2 separate regions of the Oryctolagus cuniculus genome follow, and region 2 is linked to region 1. The links are chromatin contacts, called in public Hi-C maps. All regions are on one chromosome and are shown on one strand. The core of a region is the stretch at or near the end of the contact, and the rest is flanking DNA. Distances in the headings are between cores, read along the strand shown. Region 1 overlaps PTPRG (protein tyrosine phosphatase receptor type G). Region 2 holds the start of PTPRG (protein tyrosine phosphatase receptor type G).

Region 1 (6,004 bases), core at 1,900-4,399:
TGGCCTGTTACAAGCATCTTGTGGATGGAGTACTTTCACGTTCTTTTGTGTATTCAAAGTGTTTGCGGTTTCACAGGCAACTGGCAGATAGTGGATAGGGCGTCTTTGAAGGAACTGGCAACCTATTAAGGGTTTGGAGTGGGTACCAGAAAGGGAAGACTTATTTGAAATAGCAGCTACTGGTTCCCCTGTTCTTCATAATAGGAATTTTTGGCTACTGATGAGGAAAAGAACCAAGAGTAAGGATGCCTGGGCTGCAGCAGTGGCTCCAGAGGGCAGAGGCAGAGCCCAGGGCTTTAGTTGCGTGTCACCACTGGGCAGATGGCCGTTGATCTTGTTACTCTGGGACATGAAATGACCTTTCAGTTTTCTCCTTGAAAACCCGTGGTATCATTTTTGAAACCGCATACTTCCTCCTTAAGCTTTCATGCCATGCTGTGATGTGAGTTACACCTGTCTCACTAGACATGTGTTGCGGGAATACACTCAATGGAATTGTGTACCCTGGGGTGGGTATGAGCAAAAGAAAGCTGTTTGGTTCTCTGGGTTACCCAGGGTGGACTCTGCCCGCTGAATCTGTTTGGAGATTAAAATACTAGAACATAGTATTTTTCATTTCTTTTATTGGCACATATCTATTAATAAGGTACATGAAGTCAAGTGGCAGTTAAGTACAAGAAAAGAGTTTCTGGAATCTCAGGAGATGGGAGTTTGGGTCCTAGATGGATCGTTCATTTGCTCTGTGACTGGGAGCAAGTTGCTTAACCTTTGAAAGCCTCAGTCTGCTCATCCGTTTAATAGGGACAATACTAGTAATCCCTGTGGGGCTTGAGGAAGAGCGGAAGAAAGCACTCATTTCAGTGTCTCTGATAAATACTCTAAAATTTTGAATTGCTATGTTTTATTATTTATACTGGTAATACTTAAGAGATAATTACTGTTACATTGTTAAGACTCAAAGCTACAATAGCAAGTAATTAATCCGTACAATAGCAATTAATATCTGAGTGATGAAATGTCTTCCTATGAGAGGCAGCTAGGAATGAATGCAGTCATCCATGTGACTGTTGCATGGCCCAGGACACTTTCAGAGTTCAAGTACAAAGGAAGCAGCTACTGGAGCAGCTTGAGGCTTCTATATTCATAGCCTGCTGTGACTCGGTATTGGTGAGACTCCTTGGCCTTGAACCAAGCACAAGTACTTGCTCTCTTTGAACGTAAGCATCTCCCCCAAGTCACTGAGGTTAACTGTAGCTTCATACACAGAGCTTGCCCCAATGCCTGGAGCACAGCAAGCTCTCTGATCCAGCACTGGGATAGAGCGAACCTGTTGAGAGGCTGTGCTGTGCAGTACTGCCCCGCACTGCAGCCACCATCCACAAGTGGCTCTTCAATTTCACGTTAGATTGAAACAAAATTTAAATTGCTCCAGTGGCTAGGTCTTGACTAGGAGCTAGGAAGCCAATTACTTGAGTTATTACTGCTGCTTCCAAGGGTCTGTATTAGCAAAAAGCTGGAGTCAGGAGCCAGAGCTAGGTAGCAATCTCAAGTACCCTGATGTGAGACGCAGGCATCTTAACTGCTAGGGCGAACCACCTCCCCCAAATTTCTATAGTTTTAAGCCCCCTCGTGTACTAGCGAGATTTGGTAACTTCAGCCTTTGCACGCGAATGCATTCCGTCTCCCTAGATGTATTTCATGTGCCAGGCAGCCTCATTTGGCTACCATCTTGAACAGTGAAGGTGCTGAGTACAGGTGTCCCTGGCAGAAAGTGCTAGTGGACAGTAGTATTTTGGGGATCCCAGACTGCTCATAGCCCCAAAACTCAAGCTAAAACAACAGAAAAGGCTTGAATGAGCAATATTAAATCTGCTCTTTGTCCTGAAATTCAGCATGAAGCATGTAAATGACTTAAAAAAAAAATCTCTCCCTTAAAGCTGGGCTGGTCAGTGTGGCCAGGTATTCACAGGGACTTCCTGTCCTGGAGGAGGCTGAGACAACAGCCAGAACTGCCTTCTCTCCTGTGCCGGGTGAATTTCTGATTCGGCTTCCACGGTTAAACACTTACATAATTATGTTCTATATATAGTGCTTCTCTTTGTATCAGGCTTGGCTCTTCCCCTCCTTGTCAACTTCAGACTTTGTAATAGTGTCTGCAAAGGCTGCTGTGAGCTGTAGGTCGTGGGGCTGCCGCACGGTGTGTGTAACGGAACTGTTTCCTTGTCTTAGGCTGTACTGCGGAACCTGTTAGGAAAATTCTGGGTACCCTTGACCTTGGCTAGAATGAGGATGCCAAGGAACTTGTCTGCGACGTGGCCCATGACACAGAGCTGCCAGGGCTGGAGTTTGAGGTTTGAGTTTGGCTGGTGACTGCTGTGGCCTCTAGTGGGGCTAGAGTCACCAGGCTTTCTGCAGCTTGGCCCAGGGTCAGGAGGAGGGTCCTGCATGGTCCCCGGTCAAGTGAAGGCCCTTAGTGTCCCAGACCTCCTGGAGGCTGCACTTGGCCCTGAAATGCCTCTGTTGGCAAACTTCACCAGTAATGAGTCAGAAAGAAAGGGAAATGCTGAGGAAAGATTTGCATTTGTTACTATTAAAGTTAAGAATGGCCTTTTCAAAAGTATGTATGTTAATATACCTTTTATAGCAACTCATACCATCTTGAAAATGTATTTTTCTCTTTGCATACTAAAAGTTGCCCCAGACTGTTTTTATTCATTAAGTCTTTTATTAAGCTCAAGTCATTCCTATAATGAACACAGAATATCAGAGTTATTCTAACCTAAATAGCTTGGTTTAGTGTATGTGTTGAGTTGTTTTATAGTCAATTTCAGTCATTCTCAGAGAAAAGCATGTGTGTACACATATCCATATGTATAAATTATGCTTTTCTGCCCCTACTGTGTGCCAGGCGCACTGCTCAGCATGGTGCATCCATTTGAATCCCTGCAGTAAATCTGATCTAGAGGCAGGTGATTCACTGAATCCCCACTTAATGGATGAGCAGACTGAGGTTTCAGGAAGTCTCCTAACAGTTCACGGGGCTGGGGAACATTATGAGGCTCATGTGCCATCATGGGGGTCCCCTCCTGGAGTGCTTGTCACATAGTGATCTCATTAGACATTGTTCAGATCAGAATGGTGTTTGTTCTTGCAGTCCCTGGAGCACACTGAGCCTTTTGCAGTTGGGACAAGCCCATTTCCTTTCTCAGTGGGAAACGCTCCAAGTATTCCTCTTGAAACAAAACGCCAGGGAGTATTTTTGCAGACTTCTGTGGAGTCGTTTTTGGACAACACCCTGGAACAGGAAACCACGGTTTCTCCTAAATTTGTACAGGATGGAAATAGATAACATTCTTCATAAAGCCATGGCCACAATTAGTGCTTTGAAATCAGCATGATGGTGGATGGTTTCTTTGCATGTTTGTTACCTGAATCAATTATTGGAACCTGCAGCATGAAATTCCATGGATCATTTTTATTGGGTTTTATTTTATAAACTGGAAATGCAATGAAAATATATGTGGAGTGGAGGAAAAAGAGTGCTGTATGATTCAGACTATTTGAAAGCTTTTCTTGGAAAGTAGATTTGAAATAAAACAGGGCATTGCAGGGTAAGTGATGAGAATGTGATTTACTGTGGCCACCTGAAGCCCAGATCCTGCTCAGTGCTGTTGGAGAGGATGTGATGAACTTAATGAAGTAGAAGACGCTCTGTGAGAGAAGCTATACCGGAATCACTATGCAGGTGCTCTTAGACAAAGCGTTTCTCTTTGCTTGGCTGCAGTGGAGTTGCCAGAACAACGCACAAAGCAAATCCCAGCTATACCCCGGCAGGTCCCAAAGGATTGGGGGTGCTTCACTCATTAACCCCAGACTTTTTGCCTGGAGTGATCTTCCCAGAACGGCTGAAACTGCTTTTATTTCAGGTCAAGTTCTGCAAAGCACTGATAGCTGAAGTGACTGAAGCTGAATTGGACTCTTTAGGGCTTCTATATATTCATGATTAACTTTTAAAAAATATTTATTTATTTGAAAGGCAGAGTTACAGGGAGGAGGGAATGGAAGAATTGAGGTGTGTGGAGGGGCAGGGAGATTGCTTTTCAATCTGCTGCTTCACTCCCAAATGGCTGCATTGGCCCCTGGCTGGACCACTCCAAAGCCAGGAGCCAGGAGCTTCATCCAGGTCTCCCATGTGGGTGGCAGAGGCCTATGCACTTTGGTCATCTGCTGCTGCTTTTCCCAGGTACATTAGTAGGGAGCTGGATTGGAGGTGGAGCAGCCGGGACACGACCCACCACCCGTATCGGATCCCTTTGTCACAGGTGGTAGTTTTATACACTACGCCACAATGCTGGCCCCTCATGATCTATTCTTAATTAGTGTAAGCAACACACAGTTACATTCTTTTTTTTTTTTTTTAATTTTTATTTTTTTTGACAGGCAGAGTGGACAGTGAGAGAGAGAGAGACAGAGAGAAAGGTCTTCCTTTGCCGTTGGTTCACCCTCCAATGGCCACCGCGGCCGGCGCGCTGCGGCTGGCATACCGCGCTGATCCGATGGCAGGAGCCAGGTGCTTCTCCTGGTCTCCCATGGGGTGCAGGGCCCAAGTACTTGGGCCATCCTCCACTGCACTCCCTGGCCATAGCAGAGAGCTGGCCTGGAAGAGGGGCAACCGGGACAGAATCCGGCGCCCCGACCGGGACTAGAACCCGGTGTGCCGGTGCCGCAAGGCGGAGGATTAGCCTACTGAGCTGCGGCGCCGGCCACAGTTACATTCTAAAAAGTGAAAATGTGTTTACAGAAACCTCATTCCCCCATTTGTTCCCTAATAATAGGCCCTTCTCCTCCTTTTGCTCAAAATAGAAGTCGTCACTGGTTTCCTGTCTGTGCTACGAATTAGTTCATCAGGTACATGCGAGTACATGCATATCCCCTTGAGAATTATGTTTTTATGCCTTGAAACTATATATGTTTATGTGTGCACATGCATGTGTATAAATAATCCACTTTCAAACATTGATTTTATTTGCGAAAGACAGAGCGACAGGGACAGAGGGACAGAGAGAGAGAGATCTCTCACCTGCTGGTTCATTCTTCATTTGCTCACAGTCCCTTGGGTGTGGGCCAGGCTGAAGCCAGGAGGTAGAACTCCTAGTGGGGCAGTTTGAGCCATCACCTACTGCCCCTCAGGGTGTGCGTTAGCAGGAACCTGCAATGACAAGCAAAGTGGAACTTGAATCAGGCACTCTGATGTGGCATGTGAGCACCCCAAGAGGCATCCTAACTGCTGGGCCTAATGTCTGCCCCAAAGAATACACTTTTAATAACTGACTTTGCCCTCTTTGTGGCTTGTATACATCTACATTAACTTGTGTGTGTGTATATATATATATATATGCATATATTCTTTATGTATATGAAATATGATCAAATATATTTCTGTGCATTTTAACTGTTGTGAAATATTTTCACACTGTGCCTATTCTACACTTCTTTATTTGCTTCTCCACTACTGGATGTTTAGATCAGTTATATTTTATTAACATTAAGGATGATGCTTTACCGAACATCTGTCTCCATGTCTCCATGTGCACATATGCCACTGTTTATGGTAGGTGCATTTAAAATTTTAGTAGATGCTGCAAAAATGAAAGCACCATATTTAAGCAAATGTTAGAGATGCTTTTGCAAAGCAAAACCTGCATGTGCATGAAATAAGACATATTGAAAAGAAGACCTAAGTTTTGTTTCCTTGTGATACGTGTGACAAGACGAAGCCTGCCCGGGCACGTGCGAGGTTGTAGCACCCACAAGACAGATGGCCGGTTAGGTGGAATGATCAGAAGGTTCACAATCACTGCCCTCTCTCCAGTTGCTCACTGATAGCAGAGTGCCCTCACTGATGAACAGCTCCTGTCGAGTCCTGAGACTGCGTCCACAGATAATACACAATTACGCTGTCAGTTGTGCGTGCAGACTATGGAATGCTGCTCTCGCTCAGTTG
Region 2 (5,855 bases), core at 3,058-5,557, 310 kb before region 1:
ACCCTAGGCCCCACTGTGAGAAGAAATGGAAGCTGAGCAGGTAGAAAATAACAGATGTTCATTCCCTATCACATAGCTGGGTACACAGATAACAGTAATGGCTTACATTTGCCAAATACTTATTAGGTGCCTGGCACTGCTTAAAGTACTTTATGTATATTAATTCCTTTTCATCCTCTCAATTTAGGAGGAGGAGCAGTTATTATTCCCTCTTTACAAACGAGGAAGCCCAGGCACAGAGTGGTTAACTTGCCTACCTATGGTCATGCATACAGAAGTAACATCAGAACCCAACAGAACAGCTTCAGAGTTCCTTCCTTCAACCACCAATGTATCTACACGGCGCTGAACTCAGGGTTAGTGTTTCTGACTTTATGATGGTGCAAACACGGTATGCATTTTGCAGCAATGGGACTTCAGTTTCTGCGCGTGGATCTTTTTGCTGGCTAGCAATGTGCTGTCGGGTATTCTCTTGCAATGCTGGGCAGTGACAGTAAGGCAGCTGTCAGTCAACTCTGATCATCACGGGAAATCACCCATACCCTGCAATGGGCTGTGTTGCTTGACTCTGAAGTCTCATAGGTTAGGGATATGAAATGTATTTTTCACTTATGATATTTTCTGTTTATGATGGATTTATTGGGGCACAACTCTATGGAAAGCTGAGGAAGATCTGTGCTCAAAATAGGTGACCAGCATATAGCAGGCAGAATTCTAGAATGTTCTCTGAGATTCCCTCTGCCTGGTGTGTAATCCCTCCTTCTTGAGAATGACTATGACCTGCGAATGTGAGGGAGAGTCACTCTCTTGATAGGTCAACTTGTATAGCCAAAGTGATTGTCTTTCCCAAGACTTCTTCATAGCCACGTGTGGGGTTCTCTTGCTGGCTTGGAAGAAGCCGCGCACCCCTGGGAGCAACTCTTGCCAATAGCTAGCGAGGAATCAGGGATGCCGGTCGTACGACCACAAGGAACTGAGTTGGGGCCATCATATGAAAGAGAGTGGCAGTGGAACCCCAGCTCCAGATGATGCAGCATGGCCTACACCTTGATGTCAGCAGGAGGATACGGGGAGCAGAGGACTCAGGAAGGTGTGCCCAGCCCTCTGAGCGCCAGAACTGGGAGAAGGTAAGTGTGTGTTGTTTTAAGCTTCTCTTTGTTGCTTTCTCTTCTTCCCACCAGGGCTGCGGGCCCCTCCCCTTGTCCACCCCTCGGCTGGCTGTGTCCAGCTGCAGGGGAGGGTTGTATGCACAGGCAGGGGCTCGCTGGAGCTGCTGCTAGGTGACTCCTGTGCTGCCAGCCCTTGAAACGGTGTCTGGTGGTTTGCGCTGTAATTGGTTGTAGAATCAATGAAAACGATCTGCCTGGTATGCCTGTAAAATTCTTTTATAGGAACTGGTAGGGGAAGGGCTGGGGTAAATTTCACACTGGGGGCCCTACAAGAGTCACCAGCGGAGACCTATTTTGCTGTGAAAAGGTAGCACAGGTCGGAGTCTCCTGCACGGAGCCCATGTGAAGTTTGCCTAACACTAAAGCTCTTTCATTCCATTCCACATTTCAGCCTCTTCTCAAACCATCTCCCCTCCTTTGCCTGTTTTTCACGGCACAGGAAGCCAAGGCGCCAGGGTTCAGAATCTGAGCTCTGCTACTCAGTAGCTGGGAAGCCCTCATTTTACTCCCCTGGGCATGGGGAAAATAATTCTTAACAACTTGCATGATTGTGGAGACTCCCCAAGAGGTTGCAGCATGCACTTCAGGAGGTAGGTTCCCCAAAGACCACTAGGGTCTTGCTCTTTGGGTTCACGGCGGCTGTGTTCCCAGTATGCTGCAGTGCACACAGTGGGTGCCCAACGCTTCACGGGCTGAACTCACAAATGGCTTATGGAAAAACAACAACATCAACAACAAAACCACCCCAGCGCAGGGTCTGCTGCATCCCACAAAGGGCAGCTTTTCCTACCTCCATTTTACCGAGGCCGGAACTCACCTGAGGATGCTGACCCACGTGTTGGGCAAGTTCCACTGATTGTTGCCATTTTATTAATGTCTAAGAAGGTCGTCGGGCCCTCTGGGGTCATTCTAACCTGTCTCTCAGCTCCTCGCGGCGCATGAACAGTCGGTTAAGAGAACACTTCCAAGAAAACCGGTCCTCGCAGGCATTTGTGAGGGAGCGGCGATTTTTAACAAAACCAGGAAGCACCAAATTCCAAAGCAAACAAACTCGCCTCGTTCCCCACCCTGGGGGAGGGTGTTCACCCCCGTCCCCGCTAAAGATAGAGCCCGGGCCCTCCCCGGGAACTTCCTGGCTTTTATTAGTTTGTAACTTTTCAAAGGTTTTTCTTTTGGAAGTGTGGGTGTGAAACTGCTTCCCTAATCACATCTTGCCGGAGGATCTCCGAACATCTGTATAGCTTTCGAGAACCTGGCGTCCGGGTGGGATGTTCGCGTGGGTGTGGGACCCTGCCGGGGTGGGAGCCGCCAAAAACGTGTCAAGATCGCGTCTGCACGGAGATATTAGGCAAAAATTACAAATGGCTAATTACCTTGGCTCAGTTACACACTTCATCAAAGGGCCGCCTCCTCCACTTGGCGCACCCGGGGCGACAGGGGGAAAACGGGGCGCTCCGAAGCCTAAGCGATAGAGATCTCTCGGAGCGCCAGGGGACGAGACTTCACGGCGGATAAGCCCGCTCCCTCCCCGACCACCGGACGCCTCTGCCCGCTTGCTACAGCAGCGGCGGCTCGTTGGGTAGCGGCCAGATCAGCTCTGCCCCGCGGCGCTGCTCTCACCCGGCTCCGGGCCAGGGACGCACTTCCAGCAGCCAGCCCGGGGCGCGGGGACCGTCTCCCGCGGAGTTGCGAGTTGGGAGAACTCAAGCCACCGATCCGCCGTGTGGAGCTCTAGAGAGCTGGTTTTTGCAAGCCCGGGATCGATCTCAGTCCCCTCCCCCTTCTCCCCAGCTGCGGACTCGGCCAATGGAAGCCCGAAAAGGGGTGGGAGTGGGGGTGGGAATCAAATCCCAACGTAACCTGAGTGCAAAGGCCGCTGGCTCGGCTTTGTTTCCAAGCCCGGGTATGCGCTGGGCTGGGGGCGCGAGCAGGGGGCGCGAGCGGTGCGCCCCGCCGCGGCGCTGCCAAGGCGGTGGAGCAGAACAGGAAACACTCCGGCACTAAAAAGGCGGCTGGCTGGCCCACCTTCTATCCCCAGGCCCAGGCTAGGGGTTGGTCCCCCCAAGTCCCAGATCCCCAAGCTCCGTGGTCTCGGGATCTAGCGCGCGGCGTCTTTAAGATCTCGCAACACGGCAATCTGGCAAAGACACTCTGGCTTCTCTAGAAGGCAGCCTCCTCCCTCTCTGCAAAACCGGGCGGGCGTCGTCCCCAGTCCCCCTAAGCGCCCCCTGTAAGAGCCTGCATTCCCCGGGGCCCCGCGGCCACCGCGGAGCTGCGGGACCCCTCGGAGGCGGGAGGCGAGCGTGGTTGCTTTAAGAGCGCGGGGCGCGAGCCCGCCGCCGCCTGCTCAGGATTGCGCGCCCCCGCCGCCGCGCGCCCCCGCCGCCAGCGCCGCTGCGCGCCCCCTGCTCGCTCGTTCGTTCGCTCGCTCGCTCGCCGGCTTTAAAGTCTCTGCCAGGATCCATGCTCACATGTTACTTCCTGTATGGAGGCATGGCCAGTTTCCAGCCCCGCGCTCCCCGTTCCTCCTCAGCCTGCGCCGGAGCCACAACTTTCAGGAGCATGGACTGAAGGCGCCCTCGCCCCAGCGCCCCTCTGAGATCCTTTGTGGTTTCCTCGGTTTCCTCCGGCCGTTTCTATTTTGGGGGGCTGCTCGCTCCTCCCGCCGCTCCCCTCCCCTTCCCCGCTCGCAAACATGCCTCCTTCCTTCCCGGGGCCCTGGAAGGAGCTGCCTGCCTGAAGCCCGGAGACGCCGCGCCGCGCCTCAGCCCCGCCGCCGCCCGCCGGCTCTCGGCTCTCAACTTGGGGATCCTCGCCGCTCGCCGCCGCCGCCGCCGCCTGCGGTCCCTGCCTGCCCCGCGCCCGGGGCATCGCCGCCGCCGCCGCCCGCCGCCTCTTCGCCCTGCCTGCTCGGCTCGCGCCTTTCTGAACGGAACGCAGCCCGTCTCCGCCGAGAGGAGCGTCCCCAGCGAGGCTCCGCGTTCGCGGTCACTTTTTGAGATTTTCCGGGGGGCGCTCGGTGGCTTCCTGGATTCCAGGGGGACTCGGGCCGCCGAGCGCGGGGGGCCCGTGGAGCGGGCGAGCCGGAGAAGCGCCCAGGCTTAGCGGAGGCTCGTACCGAAGCGAGAACTTACTCAACAAGTTTATCCCCCCCTGCTTTCGTCTTTTCGATGTGCGTTTTCGGACATGCGGAGGTTACTGGAACCGTGTTGGTGGATTTTGTTCCTGAAAATCACCAGTTCCGTGCTCCATTATGTCGTGTGCTTCCCCGGTGAGTGCCGGCCTCGGAGGGGACGCGGCCCCAGCCGGCGCGCGCGGGGGGATGCGGAGTTGTCGCCGGGGCGCGGAGCTCGGGCGCCGGTGCTGGGGACCCCGGCGGGGGTGGCGGGGAACCGGGTGCCCAGGACCGAGAGAGACCTGTTCCGCCAGCCCTGGCGATGTTTAGGGAGGCTGGTTGGCTGTCGGGGAGGGTGGAGACGGGGACCGCCCGGGGAGGAGAAGTAGGTACCCGGGATTCTCTTGCTCCAGCTTGGGTTTGGGGGTGCCGTGGGAGAGCCAGAGTAGGGAGAAGAGGGGACTTGCTTTGCTGATCCGCGGCCAATCGGGAGAGGTAGAGTTGGGGGGCCGTTGGGGAGACTGAGGCCGTGGGAGGATGCCTCTGTGGGCTTGGGGGGAGTCTGGGGTGTGCTCCTCTCTCCGGTAGGGATCGAAAGAGGTCAGAAAGAGGGGCCTCGCTTTGCTGATCTCTGACCCTTGGGGAGGACTGGTATTTGGTATGGAAGCCGGAGGTTGACGGCGGAGGATTGAGGGTGTGGGGAATGTTGGGAGCAGCCTGCATTTTGCTCTCGGGGGTGGGCCCCCCTCCAACCCCCTGCTGGGGGCGTGGGGCTGCCCTTGGCTGCCTGCGGGAGGCAGACTGCCTGGGCGCAGTGGGAGGACCGGGAGCGAGCGGTTTAGGGAGATGCAGGCTCCCTCAGGCCCCTTTCCTCCGCTGCTCTGCTCCCTCTGCTCCGCGGGGCCGCGGGGGTCGGGGCGCAGGGGGCGGGCCGGCGGCTGGGTTGCTGTTCGCGCCGGGGCGGATTTCTCCCCGTCTCGCGCGCCCTGCCTACCTGCATCTCTGCCTTTTGCAGGCTGTTCACGGATGGCAGACCCAGACCTGCTCCCTTCTGGCCAGGTTGAGACAGGAACAATATTGGCCATTGATGACGATAATAAATCACTGCACGTAGAGGTGTGCGGCTCGGCGACCCTCCACTTGCAGCTCTGAGCCGGCCGACGCCTCCTTCCCTCCCGAAGGGCAGTGGCCAGCCGCCTCCCTCTCTCTTGCAGGGTCCCCAGGCTGCAGCCCTGATCTCCCTAGAAGCTGTCCGGCCCCCTCTCTGGGGATGGAGGCCACGTCCTCTGCCCTGGAGTGGGGATACGGATGAGAGGGAAGGAGATGTTCGCTTTCACCTCTCCATCTCCTGAGGACGGACAATCCCCCGTTTGTGTGCCCTCTCATCCGCCCGCTCCCGGATACATATAGGTGTCCGTTATCTGAATCAGGAGAAAGAGGAACGTGCTCCGTTATTTCCGCTGTGCCCAGTTCCAGCCGCCTGTCCTCGGGCGGCTGGAGCGCCGGGCTTTGGTGCAGCGGATCGCTCAGCCCCGTCGTGCACCCTGGAGCAGGGCGCGGGCGTCTTCGCT

The links. A called contact is a pair of places that touch in the nucleus more often than the background predicts.
Region 2: a Hi-C map of an unstated tissue shows a contact between it and region 1, with 3 times the contacts expected there. The contact joins the promoter of PTPRG here to the enhancer-like site in region 1. A contact is called at or near these places in 2 of 6 Hi-C or Micro-C datasets (psoas muscle and an unstated tissue).

Annotation. Positions count from the first base shown.
Region 1 is chr10:88,054,921-88,060,924 of mOryCun1.1, reverse strand. All of the region lies in intron 2 of PTPRG (protein tyrosine phosphatase receptor type G), which reads left to right. Among named protein-coding and RNA genes, the nearest start is that of PTPRG, 310 kb to the left of the region's middle. Within about 2 kb of position 3,149, at least 2 of the 8 cell types and tissues checked have an H3K27ac peak or open chromatin away from gene starts, as enhancers often do.
Region 2 is chr10:88,361,756-88,367,610 of mOryCun1.1, reverse strand. It overlaps PTPRG (protein tyrosine phosphatase receptor type G), which reads left to right and starts at 4,307. Exons shown (of 29, transcript XM_051852247.2): 1 at 4,307-4,440. The coding sequence starts at 4,356. It overlaps LOC127492428 (a long non-coding RNA gene), which reads right to left and starts at 2,500. Exons shown (of 3, transcript XR_007921889.2): 1 at 1,987-2,500.